Regions from separate parts of the Mus musculus genome. Here all the other regions are linked to region 3. Evidence: chromatin contacts called from public Hi-C data. All regions are on one chromosome and are shown on one strand. The core of a region is the stretch at or near the end of the contact, and the rest is flanking DNA. Distances in the headings are between cores, read along the strand shown.

Region 1 (4,265 bases), core at 257-2,756, 170 kb after region 3:
AAGAAGCAGGAGTGGGTGGGTTGAGGAGCAGGGCAGGGGGAGGGTATAGGGGGCTTTGGGGATAACATTTGAAATGTAAATTAAGAAAATATCTAATAAAAAAAGAAAGAAAAAGACATTCCCCCCAAAATAAGAAGGTAAAAGAAAGCAAATGCTGATTAGTCTTGAGTTTAGTCAGAACAGAGGCTCCATGGAGCCCAGTGGACTAGCTCTAACAATTAGAATGACCTAGTCAAAGGTCATTCTAAGAACGGGTTAGATCCTTGTTCTATAACAAGTATGTGAAACTTCAGGCTAAATTAACACCAGGAAGCTGTTGTTAATACTTTCACTTACACGAGTTACCCAGCACTCTGAGATTCACAAAGACAGAGAGCAGGATATGGCTGCTATAGGCTGTGGAGGGAAAAAGGAACTCCTTTGGCTGGGCTGAATGCAGCACGAGATGAGTGCGTTGTAACATTGTGCATTGCACAATAACCTATACATACCCCAAGATACTAAGCTATGAAACAGTTGAGATAATTTCATATTATTTTTAAACATAGTTATAAAACAAACTCAGCTATACCATTTAAAGGAACCTAATTGCACCATTAATACCTTGCATGTGTAATAATTGCATTGTTTATATATTGTATAATACCAAGCATATTCTTGGGTCCTATCTGCACTCCAAGGTCAGAGGCTTGCTCAAGAGGGAAGGACGGTCACTAGTGTGTCATTTCAGTATTCTGCCTCCCACACAGTAAGACGAGAACAAGCTACTTTTTCAGGGACATTTTCTTTTCTTCAACTTTCAGGTCCCTGCTTAACCTCAGGAGGTCTGGATTCTACTGTGTTTATGAGACAGAATTTCCTTCATTTATGAGACTCAGTGATGCCTGAGCACAGTTCCTAGTGGTGGACACACATTTTTCCAGAATGGAATGACATTTCATTTTGGGGGTTTTAGAATTCATTTTAGATTAAGCTGTCTATGGCAACTCTATCTGAGATAACCATCAAAGCCTGTTTCAGAGAACTCTATTGTTGGTTCCATTTTTTTCCCTCCAGTTTAAAGATTAAACAATACCCTTGAGAAAACCTGAACATGATGTCATGCCTAAGGGACTAGTGTAGAAGGGTTATGTGTGAGCGTGCCAGGACTGTGAATGGAATTTAAGGGAGTGGATGGGCACAATTGAAGCCATTAACACAGTTGGCAGAGGCAAGCTAGTCATGATGCTAAGAGAAAAGTAGGCAAAAAAACCCAGAAGTTAAAGCTTAATATGCAGCATATTGCATTCTGAAAGCAGAGAGACAACCTTATCACATACGTACATGTGTCGCAGACCTGGGTAGCAGATGTATAGAAGACCCTGCTATACTTTCTTCTCTGCTGTAGTCAGAGCATGAGCTTCCGAGTGAGGGGTGCAAGCTGCTCACACATTCAGCATCTCTCTCCTCGTGCCCTCATTTTCAGATGTTGGATGGCTGACACAGCTCTCACGGGATAGATTAGTATGGCTCGTTTAATAATTTGGATCATTAACCTGTTAGATGACCCCATAGTTCACTCAGCTTAATGTTTCCAAAGTAGCACACGGAGTCTGAGGAGCCATTTTCCTCTGAAGATGGAAGTCTGAGGAGGCTGTCTTGGCTGTGTGCCTGCCTAGCTGTGGACATGAGAGGAGCCCTGAGCTACAGAAGAGAGGTGATGCTCTCCCTCCCTAGACACCATGCTTTATTTAGATTTTCCTGTTTCAAAGCTCTAACCCCTTCAATGCTTTCAGGCCATCAATCTGCACCCTGGTGGTTAAGTGTGGCCTATTTCATTTCAAATCCATCCTTTCATACCGAACAAAAGAAGTACACTAATGGAGTGGCCTAATTGGTAACAACTGTGGGAAGTCTAGCTTCTTCTGATGGAGCAGTTTGCCTGCAGACCAGGACCGAGTCTGTGGAAAACTGGATGATTCAGGATCAGCTGAATATCCTGGATAATTCAGGATCAGATTTGAGGACTCTGAGCAACTGCCAGACTCTAGGGGTGTCAGGAGCCATCATAGGACAAGCTAATAACTAGCAGGTGAGCTTCCTGAGATGAGTCTGCATTGGATGAATAAATAAGCCACGACAGATTTGCTCCCATAGGCAAGGCCCAGGAGAAAATCATTTTAGCAAAGATTCTTGCTATTAATATGCTTTTTCTGTTATTATTAAACATATATAACAATCGCTAGGTATTGACCCACACTTTTAAGCAGATCTCTGCAGAACAATGAAGATATATTGTCTTGTGGTGATGCTATATAGACAAATGGATGACTTCTTAATTCTTAATGATGATCCTGTAAGAACTCCTAAAATTTTGTCAGTATTTATTAAGCTCTTTTATGATAGTCAAAACTACAATGCCAAGAATTGGCAAGAACTCTGCCAAGAATCTAAGTGTCACCAGTTAATCGTTTCTACAACTCAGAGCACATTCCAAATGGTTGTAAAACTATTAACCAACGGTCATAAAAAGGGAACTATGATTTATTATAGTTGCTAGGGCAGAAGATAAAATATTGACTGGGTTTATTTATACAAAACTTCACTAATAACTTAGTTATGTTTTTTAACTCTCTGTGAACCTGTGGATCTGTGACAGATGATGAATGTTTAGCCAGATAATTACTCCTAATGGATGTGCACGTAAACATTCACTGTTGTAAACTTCTTATTCAATTTATGATTTGAATTTATGTGTAAACTTGCGATGAACTTTTTTTTTTTACCATGTGAACATGTATTCTGAAAGATGTATAAGTGCTGAGGACAAAGAGAAGAGACAGAACTGAGCTGAGGAGAACTTTTTAGACAGAACACTTTTTAGACGGAGCTGAACAGAACTTTTTAGAACAGAAACGAGGGTAAGTTTTTAGTCAGGACACAAGAGAACCTTTTAGAGAGAACTGAACTCAAGAAGAACTTAGAAGTAAAGGCACAGCCTTGGGAGAAAAGGCATTGAGATTAAGAGCAGTATTGTGACATCAGAGCAGGAGGAGTACAAGATTAAAAGGAGAATGCAGAGTGGAATAACTTAGAAACTATAGGTAACATAAAAAACTAAGAGAGCACTGTGCAGAAAGGCAGAGGGAAAGAGGAAAAAAGAAGAAGCTGCAGAGATCAGAAGGAGCAGGCAGGCTTCTCCTTACCATGCAACAGAACAGGTCTTTTCTTAATAACAAGGCAGACTTAGTCTTATTAAAAGAAACAAAGTTTCTTCTTACAAAATTAAAAATTCATTTAGCATTAAAAGAGTAGAAGCCTTTTCTTTCTTTATGCAATAAAGATTGGAGCTCATTTTTCATCCAGAACGAGTGGGTTCTTTCTGCACTGGTGCTTGGTCTTTTGATCCAAATGCATATGTAAGTATAGATGTGTAAGTATGTAATTGTGAGAATGTATACAAGATGGAACCAACTGGTTTGAATGGAAGTGTATAAATGTGTATGCATGAATATGTATATGAATTTATGTGAATTTATACACATTTGCTTATGTAAAAGTTTTCCCTTCAGGGAAAACTGATTCTCTTCTCTTGGTTCAATAGAAGTTTATTGCACTAAACTTTCCCCTAGCCTGACAAGCAAGAGACTTCCGGATAAAAGGGAAAAGGCTCTTAGCAATTAATCCTTTACTTAATCTCCTGCTGTTTTAGGATAAGGTGCTAAATGCCAGAGACTGCAGTCTCTGGCCTCAGAGGAACACAGAAGGCAGGTCAGCTACATTAGTAAAGTAACTTAGACTTAGATAAGTAAACTTTTTATTATTATACAGCAACTCTATGTATCTAGTAGACAAAAGTCTTACCCTATGCCTACACTTTTCCCCCTTCTGCTACTTTAAGGAGAACTGAGAAGAAAAAAGAAGACCACACTGGGGCTGGCCCCTGGCAAGTGGCCTGGAGACACACATTGCAGGGGTTTATAAAGACAAACCCACAGGCATTGTTAATTCCTAAAAACTACAACTCCCAGTGTTCCAGGAGGTTACCTAGTCCTTGGGAAGGTGAGGGTTACAGGTTAATTTTGGGCATTAGAATTTGGAGGACATCATGCAGAGAAGATTATGTGAAGCTGAATTCAGTAAGCCAACCAGGGAAAAACAACAAAATAAGCATTGTCCTAATATGAAAATATGTCTAACAAATCGAAATATAATATATAAGCAATGGAAATTTGTTTTCCATGAAACAGAAGATTATTGAAGTGTGTAAAGAGAATGAAAAATAT
Region 2 (3,903 bases), core at 496-2,995, 140 kb before region 3:
GGCACGGCATTCCTACATGAACCCTAATGTAAGAAGGTTCCGGGGAGCGGCGAGGGTTAGGTGTGCACTGGGTGCCGTGTAGAGCACTCGGCCAGGGAAACAGCACGGGGAAATTGTCTACCTGGCTAGCCATTTTGGAGGACTTTATTTTAAAAAACAGTCTGTCCACTTTCCAACCAGAAGGGACTCTGCTGCTCTGGGCAGGGCAGGTTCACAGTCAGGAAGTCCAGCAGAGAAGTCCAGACTAACACTGACTTTAGGAGCCAGGTGTCCAAAGCACAGCAGGGCATCCGAGGTTAGATTTGGTAAGTCTGTAAACTTGGTTTTTGGCTTCCTCCTGGGTCAGGGAGGACTGCTCCACTCCCAACCTCCCCTGAGGACAGAACCTTTGGGGAGCTGGCTGAACCCCTAGGGCTGCTACAAAAGGGAGAGCAGGGCAGGGAAACTGAAGAGATGCCTGCGTCTCAGACAGAAGGGCCCCATGCCATAGTTCTCTAGGAGACTTCCTCCAGCCCCACAACATCAGGAGAATTGGCCTCTGGTCACTCAGGAGTTAATAACTGTTACTTGCCTGAAGTTATTTTGCTCACTACTGATACTGTTCCTGAAGATTTTCCAGACAAGCCGGAACTGGACCATGAATTTGATGGAAGAAAGTCCTTGCCTGGATTTGGGAGCACGCCATTTCTTATATTTATTCCTAGAGGAGAAGAAATGAGCTTTCAATGCAAAATAAACCAGACAGATAGAAACAATGGTACATCTACACGAAGGATATTAATCAGTCATAAGGAGACCAGGAGCTCGCCATTTGTCTGATACGGACTTTAGACAAGGGAAACGCACTAACACACAAAGACAAGGGAAACTAACACACACAAAAAAAGATTACATGACTTCACTAATATGTGGAGTCTGTCTGTGGTTATGAGACTAGCCTTTAATGACTGAGCCATCTCTCCAACCCTATACATGGGACCTAAAAAAAAAATTCAAATATACATAGATTATAAAATAAATACAGAGAGAAAATTCAAAACAAAACAAAACAAAACAACAAAGCCCAAAAAACTCAAGCCAACAAGTTACCAGGTGTCTAGGGACAAAATGGAGACGACGTGAGGGCAGGTCAGAGAAGAGGGTGCAATCTGTGAGTCTTTTTTTTTCTTTTTCGAGACAGGGTTTCTCTGTGTAGCCCTGCCTGTCCTGGAACTCACTCTGTAGACCAGGCTGGCCCCAAACTCAGAAATCCACCTGCCTCTGCCTCCCAAGTGCTGTGATTAAAGGTGTGCAGCACCTCTGCCCGGCACAATCTGTAAGTCTGATCACCTAAGAACCACAGGCAACACAACTGTACTACGTATGACATCTTTTCTAAATTAGTAGGTGTTTGCTGTTCTTGCCATAATAACAACTAATATAGCCGGGCGTGGTGGCGCACGCCTTTAATCCCAGCACTCGGGAGGTAGAGGCAGGCGGATTTCTGAGTTCGAGGCTAGCCTGGTCTACAGAGTGAGTTCCAGGACAGCCAAGGCTACACAGAGAAACCCTGTCTCGAAAAACAAAAAACAAAAAACAAACAAATAACAACTAATATTAACTCCACGAGACCGTGGACACTGTTAGGGCCAAAGCACCCCACCCCTCCCCCACCCTAGCGGCAGTGCCACTGCCAAGGTTGTAAATGATGCTCTGGTCTCATCGCAGGCTGCACTCTGACAGGGTAAACAGAAGGCTTGCCAGTGGATAAACAAAAGCCCCAAACCAGCATGCCTGAGGAACTTGTGATGTGGGCTAGGAAGAGCCACAACCTCCCTTAGCTCCACTGCAGCAGCAGACAGCCTTCTGCAATGCTGCATCTATTAACACACGCTTACGAGACCGACTAACGTCCCCAGACTGGCTCCCAGGTGGCCAGGCTCGCACACCTCCCTAACCTTCCTCCTTTAAAGCTGGTAGCTTTTACACCTTTTGTTATTCTCTCTGACCTCCGAGAGATAGCCAGGTCAATTCTGAATTTCCCCAAATAAACCATTCCTTTCACCAGTGGTCCAGTCTGGTGGTTTCATTGCACCCTTGCTGAGCTGGTTTGGATGGCAGTGGCCCCCACAGGCTCATGTATCTGAGGCTTGGTCAGTAGGGAGTGGGGCTACCTGAGAGGGATTAGGAGGCGTGGCCTTGGGGGAGTGGGCTTCCAGGTATCTCTTCATAACAACAGAACAGTGACAAAGCACATGCTTACAGTCACTCTAGTACATTTCTTACAATTTATGTATTGCCTGTGACATTGCTAGATACCTTAATCAGACATGGCAAAGTTTATTTGAAACATAAAATAAATCTATACCAAATTTCAAAAATGAAAGTAACACAGAACATAAAAAATTTCTGTGGTTAAAAAAAACAAAAAACAAACAAACAAAAAAAAAAAACACTCCAGCAAAACCCAAAAATATAGAAACTGGTGACATCACGTGACAGACACAAAGGGAAGAGGCCATCTTGGAGTGGAAAACATTGTCTCATTTGCAGCCAGTCTGTGGGGTTTTCTTATGCTTCAGCTAACAGATCTGTCCCTGCTTACCTTTCTGGTCCCCTCCCTCCCTCAGGAGGACTCCTTCAAGGACTCCTAAACATTTGAATCTTCCCTCTTCCCAGTGACTTCTAGGTTCTCTCCATTCCTCACTGATACCCCATGCCACAGCTCTGCAGCCCCTGGCTTCTTTTTGTGTCTGTTATCTGAGGTTCCACTTTCCCCCACGGCCTGGATCACCTCACCATTAGCGGCTGATGACATCGCTGTGCGTGCGGACATGCCTCATTAATGCTGCTCCTTCAGATGCGAGGCCACCCAGGACAGAACATAGAAGCTGTGAGGCCATCAAGACAAACGTTTACCATGCTCCATGCTCCTGCCAAAGCCAGCCTCCACAGCCGTTCTATAGAACTGAAGCTTACAGTCTACTCATCCATTTCCTCAGACCTGGGTCCCTCCACATTTGTCACCACGAGAACCATCACTGCAGACTTCTAGGATGATGTCAAAACCCTGATAGCCTGCCTGGACCCATCATACCCCCAACCTCAAGTGAAGCATTTACTGCATCTGGAGGCTTTACTTCGGAACTGCAGTACTTCCAGACTGGCTTCCCCTTCTCTTACCCAGATGACAGTCATAGCTTGCTGGGCCCTAACTGTAGACTCATATCCTCCAATTAAGCTTGCTGGGCCCTGACTGTAGACTCTTATCAGGATTTTCCCTATTTAAAAAAAAAAAATGAAACTCAGCATAGTGAAGTGATACACAGCTTTAATCTCAATACTCAGGAAGCTCTCTGTAAGGATCTCTGTAAGTTCAAGGCCAGCCTGGTCAATATGGTGAGTTCTAGTACAGCTAAGGCTACATGGTAAGGTTCAGTAAAACAACAACAACAACAACAACACCCATGCCAAAACACAAACCACCAACAACAACATGGGATCCAGATATTTGACCAGGTCTCCACAGAGAGCTCGTGCCACACCCCCATGCCTTCCTCCCCTGCTCTGCACACACTGCCATGGTACAGTTTCTCTCACGGCTAAACCTTTCCTGCCTCTAGGCCCTGGTGCTTGCTTTCCCTGTGGCCTGGTGTGCTCTTCTCTTGGTTTCTGCATTTGGTTCTTCCTCGATTTTTGGTGCCCAGCCAGTTGCTCAGAGGAATCTTTCCTGGCCAGGGTGTCACCATCTGTGATGACGACTGTGTGTCGGAGTCTCACCGTGAGTCTGTGAACTCCACTCACCTTCATCTGCAGGGTAGTGAACATGATGCCACTGTGCGGCTGTGAACGTGAAGAAGCTACCTGGAGCTGTGCAATTCTGGAAGGCAGGGTGGGTGTGCATGTGCGAGGGGCGTGTGTGTG
Region 3 (4,122 bases), core at 900-3,399:
AAAAGAAACAAAGAGATGAAACTAAATGCCGTTTTACTTGTGGCAAATAGTTTTCCATTCTCTGAGGTCATATAAGTTCCTTTTCCAGGGGAGAAGAGAATGGTGAGTTTCACATGCTTTCTCTCATATGCTGAATCTAGATTTATACACACATACACACGCAAGCACATACACACACACATGCACAAACACACGACATGTTCACTCTCACACATACTTCCACACACATGACACATTCATTCATGTAAACATTCACACTTTCCCTTACACAAACACACATACAAAATGGACACACACACACACACACACACACACACACACGGCAATTTTGGAGAAAGAAGGAAGCTGAAGGGGTGCAGATAGTAAGTCAACTAAGAGCAAAGTAAGGACATATGTGCATAATGATGTCATGGTGTGCATAATGATGTCATCAGGAAACCCATACATTTTTGCTTTGCTTTTTTAAAAAAGATGTCCCTAAAGCCAGGCACAGTGTCACATGACTGTAATCTCAGCACTGGGGAGGCAGAAGAATTGTGGTTTCGATGCCAGCCTGGACTACATAGCAAAACTCTATCTAAAAACCAAAAACCAAAAACAAACCCTCACTAATACAAGAGAAATGAGATGGATTTTTGTTTTGGTTTTTGGTTTTTGGTTTTTTGAGACAGGGTTTCTCTGTATAGCCCTGGCTGTCCTGGAACTCACTCTGTAGACCAGGCTGGCCTTGAACTCAGATATCCGCCTGCCTCTGCCTCCCAAGTGCTGGGATTAAAGACGTGTGCCACCACGCCCGGCTGAGATGGATTTTTAATATCATAAGCTCAAGTCAAGCTTTCTGAGTAGTGTAATCGCTAACACAATGCTTTTGCCTGCAGGCCTTGTCACCATGTTTGAAACTCCTGCCTCCTGAGAGTGCAGAGGAGGGAGTGAGTGAGTGGGCTGAAGGACAAGGAAGAAAAAGGAGGCAGGGGTCTGGGTAACACAGCTTGTGCACCCACAGAAGCTGCGGGAGCAGAGGTGAGGGGGCCGGAGGCTGAGGCACAGGTCCGAGTCTTAAATTAGTTAGTGAGTTGCGTCACTGGCTCTGAACCTGACCACCATCTTATCATAGAAAGCACCCCAAGAGGCCACCTTGCTCACAACCAAAACAGTCCCCGTTAGCCTCTACCCCAGACCTATGGTGGCCTTACCGCTTCTGATCTCCCTTGTAGTCAAATAAATTATCTCATTTGCTGTCTTTTCTGAAGAATTTTCAAAAAAAAAAAAAACCCACTAACAATGCATTCATTAGTTGTCTGAACCACATTTCAATTATCTCCCAATCATGTGCAGCTAATGTCTATGGCCTTGGTAAATGGAAACATGTTAACACAGAGAACTTGTGAATGAAAAACAGCCTGTCGCGGTGGGAAACATGGTGAGATGGCTTGCTGACAGCGGTGCTTGCTACCAAGGCTGCCACTCTGAGTTTGATTCCCCGAGTCCTACACGTGGAAGGAAGGAGTCAACTAGTGCAAATTGTCTTTTGACCTTTATATGTATACCTACACATGAATAAAAGTTTTTAATGTTAATGGGATTTTTAAAAAAATGTTTTGATAACAGTGAGTGGTGCTCTGGATGGTCTAAACACCCGTGACAGTCCTCAAGGGGTAAGGTGGACATCGGCTCCTAACGTGCACATACGTTCCAGGGTGTGTAACCGCAACCTAGAATGAGGAGGGGAAGTTGAAAAGAACAGAAAACCCTTACTGAGCAGGTAATCTGGACGTGATTTATCGTGGGAGGGAACAACATTGGCGAGTGATGGTTTGGGCAATTAGGAGAAGCTGTAATAGAAAGATTAGCTAAGGGCTGGAGAGATGGCTCAGTGGGTAAGAGTACCCGATTGGTCTTCCGAAGGTCCAGAGTTCAAATCCCAGCAACCACATGGTGGCTCACAACCATCCGTAACAAGATCTGACTCCCTCTTCTGGTGTGTCTGAAGACAGCTACAGTGTATTTACATATAATAATAAATAAATCTTAAAAAAAAAAGAAAGATTACCTAAGGTCCAAGTTAATAAGTCAACTATCCTTTGAATGTCATAGCCATGGCTGGCTGGCGTAAACTCCTGAAAGGGTCACTTTCATTTCCAGATGCCCTGACCTGGACCATCTCTGATCTGGCACACTGGGGACTCATCAGGATATCCAGTGATGTGGTGGGGGTAGAGGGGGCAAGGAGCTGTCAGAAGTTTTCAGAACAGCCCTAGGGCAGAAAAGCTAATCACACCAGGTCGAACATAAAGTTGTAAAGAGAAATAAAAGCATTCTTGATCCTACAGACTGGACTTTGTCTCCCACCCCACCCCATTAGCCAAATGTAAACCTTATTACATCAGAGCGGTCCTCAACCTTATCTGTGGTTTCAGTTCCCTGCTTAAATATGCTCTGAAATTGTTCAGTGGAAAGTTCTGAGCATAACCGATGCCTGTGCTGGAAACTACATTTTATTCTGAGCAGTATGATGAAATCTGTGTCCTGCCCTGCCCTGCATGGGGTATGAATCACTCCTGCTTCCTGTACACCCGGCTGTGTACACTCTGTGCCCATCAGTCAGCTGGCAGCACCGCCACAGCATCACGGTGCCTCTGTCTGGGTCTGGTGTCCACCTCAGCTTCAAGCATCCACTGAGGCCTTAGAGCCTACCCCTGGAGGAGAGTGGTCGGCAGACAGGAGCCCCAGACCTTTAGACAGCAAAATAACTTAGAGTCAGCCTGCAAGTCGATTCAGTGAGCTGTCACAGGTCCTCCGGACACTGTAACAGATGATATCTCTGGATCTTAATGGGCCAGCCAGGAGGGTCGAGGAGGCAGAAGCACAAAGCCAAAGAGTTTGAGAGACAGAAAGAGGCCACTGCAGCTGGAACATGGGAGATTGGCTCTTAATTTTCCCTTCATGCTTGAGTCTCAGCCAAATATCAGCGGGAGAAGACTCCCCCACCACAGAAGCCAAGCACCCCCACCTCCAGCAAGCCACTTTCCTTCACGGTCTGTCTTCACAGCTCACAATACCTAAGGAGGTTCTAGTGTGTGTGTTCATGGAAAGCGCATCCATCCGCCACCGATGGTCTAGGCCAGGAAGGTAGAGTCCAGAGCTTGCTAAAGGTTTGGATGTTACCTAAGATCCATGGAGGCTGCTGACAGGGAAGTGACTGGTTATTCTCGTTAGGATAGAATACAAGAAACTCTGGAGTTTATGGGCCAAGAGGCTTATTTAACACATAGTTCGGGAGGGTGGAAATCCCAGGCTGGTCAGCCACACGTGGCAAGAGCCTCATGTTCTGTTTTAATAGGTGGAAAAACAAGACCCGTGATATAGAGGACAAAGAACGAGGGTCAGCCTGACCTTACAACAACCTGCTGTCATGGTAACTGACTGGCCCAACAGAGGCATTCATTCCCGCATGGGGAGTGGGATGCCAGAGGAGGCTTTTCTTCCTTCGGACTGTTTGCCTGAGCTGTGGGGTGGTCGGGTTGGGGTGTGGAGAGCAGGAGAGAAGGCAGAGCCTGCAGCTGGGAGCAATTGCACTGAGGCGGAACGAAATTCCCTGTATAAGGAAGAAACCACAAGCTTATCTCTTTGGCAAGAAAAGCCTGAGAGATTTCTGCCACACTCGAGGATCAGACTGCTCCTCTCTGAAAATGTGAGGTCACTGGCTTAGACCTGGAGACCAAAGAAGCCCCCAGACAAGGCTGTGGATTTCAGCAGCTGAGCAGCTATGGGGAGAGAGATAGGCCTGAAGGACTTGTGGAAAAGGTGACCCAGCCTGCAGAAGAGTCTACGCAGACCTAAGTTGCTGACAAATGACCTCATCTTGCCAGAGTAGAAGAGTTTGTTTATTTTAATTTTATTTGTAAAATAAATAATAAAGAGTTTTTGCCTGCATGTATGTCTGTGTACCACTTATATGTCCGAGGAGTCACTGAATTCTCTGGAACTGAAGTTTTAAACAGTTGTGAGCCACCATGTGACTTCTGGGAATCAAATCTGGGTCTTCTTGCAAGAGCAGTCAGTGCTTTTAAATGCTGAACTATCTCTCCAACCTGGCATAGAACACTTTAAATAAGGTTTCTT

Evidence for each region. A called contact is a pair of places that touch in the nucleus more often than the background predicts.
Region 1: a Hi-C map of uterus shows a contact between it and region 3, with 2.9 times the contacts expected there. The contact joins two enhancer-like sites. A contact is called at or near these places in 3 of 484 Hi-C or Micro-C datasets (bone marrow-derived macrophages and uterus) and 2 of 115 datasets of contacts at active chromatin or transcription factors (hepatocytes and memory CD8 T cells).
Region 2: a Hi-C map of liver shows a contact between it and region 3, with 1.5 times the contacts expected there. The contact joins two enhancer-like sites. A contact is called at or near these places in 1 of 39 promoter capture datasets (stem cell-derived epiblast-like cells) and 3 of 484 Hi-C or Micro-C datasets (all in liver).

The regions. Positions count from the first base shown.
Region 1 is chr9:77,854,757-77,859,021 of GRCm38.p6, reverse strand. No RefSeq gene overlaps it. Among named protein-coding and RNA genes, the nearest start is that of Gm34654, 5.0 kb to the right of the region's middle. Within about 2 kb of position 1,506, at least 35 of the 459 cell types and tissues checked have an H3K27ac peak or open chromatin away from gene starts, as enhancers often do. A contact at or near this core is called in bone marrow-derived macrophages and uterus, where this site is marked.
Region 2 is chr9:78,161,328-78,165,230 of GRCm38.p6, reverse strand. It overlaps Cilk1 (ciliogenesis associated kinase 1), which reads right to left. Exons shown (of 14, transcript NM_019987.2): 12 at 572-700. Among named protein-coding and RNA genes, the nearest start is that of Rn7sk, 12 kb to the left of the region's middle. Within about 2 kb of position 1,745, at least 9 of the 459 cell types and tissues checked have an H3K27ac peak or open chromatin away from gene starts, as enhancers often do. A contact at or near this core is called in liver, where this site is marked.
Region 3 is chr9:78,020,793-78,024,914 of GRCm38.p6, reverse strand. No RefSeq gene overlaps it. Among named protein-coding and RNA genes, the nearest start is that of Gm23609, 8.8 kb to the right of the region's middle. Within about 2 kb of position 2,149, at least 175 of the 459 cell types and tissues checked have an H3K27ac peak or open chromatin away from gene starts, as enhancers often do. A contact at or near this core is called in bone marrow-derived macrophages, liver and uterus, where this site is marked.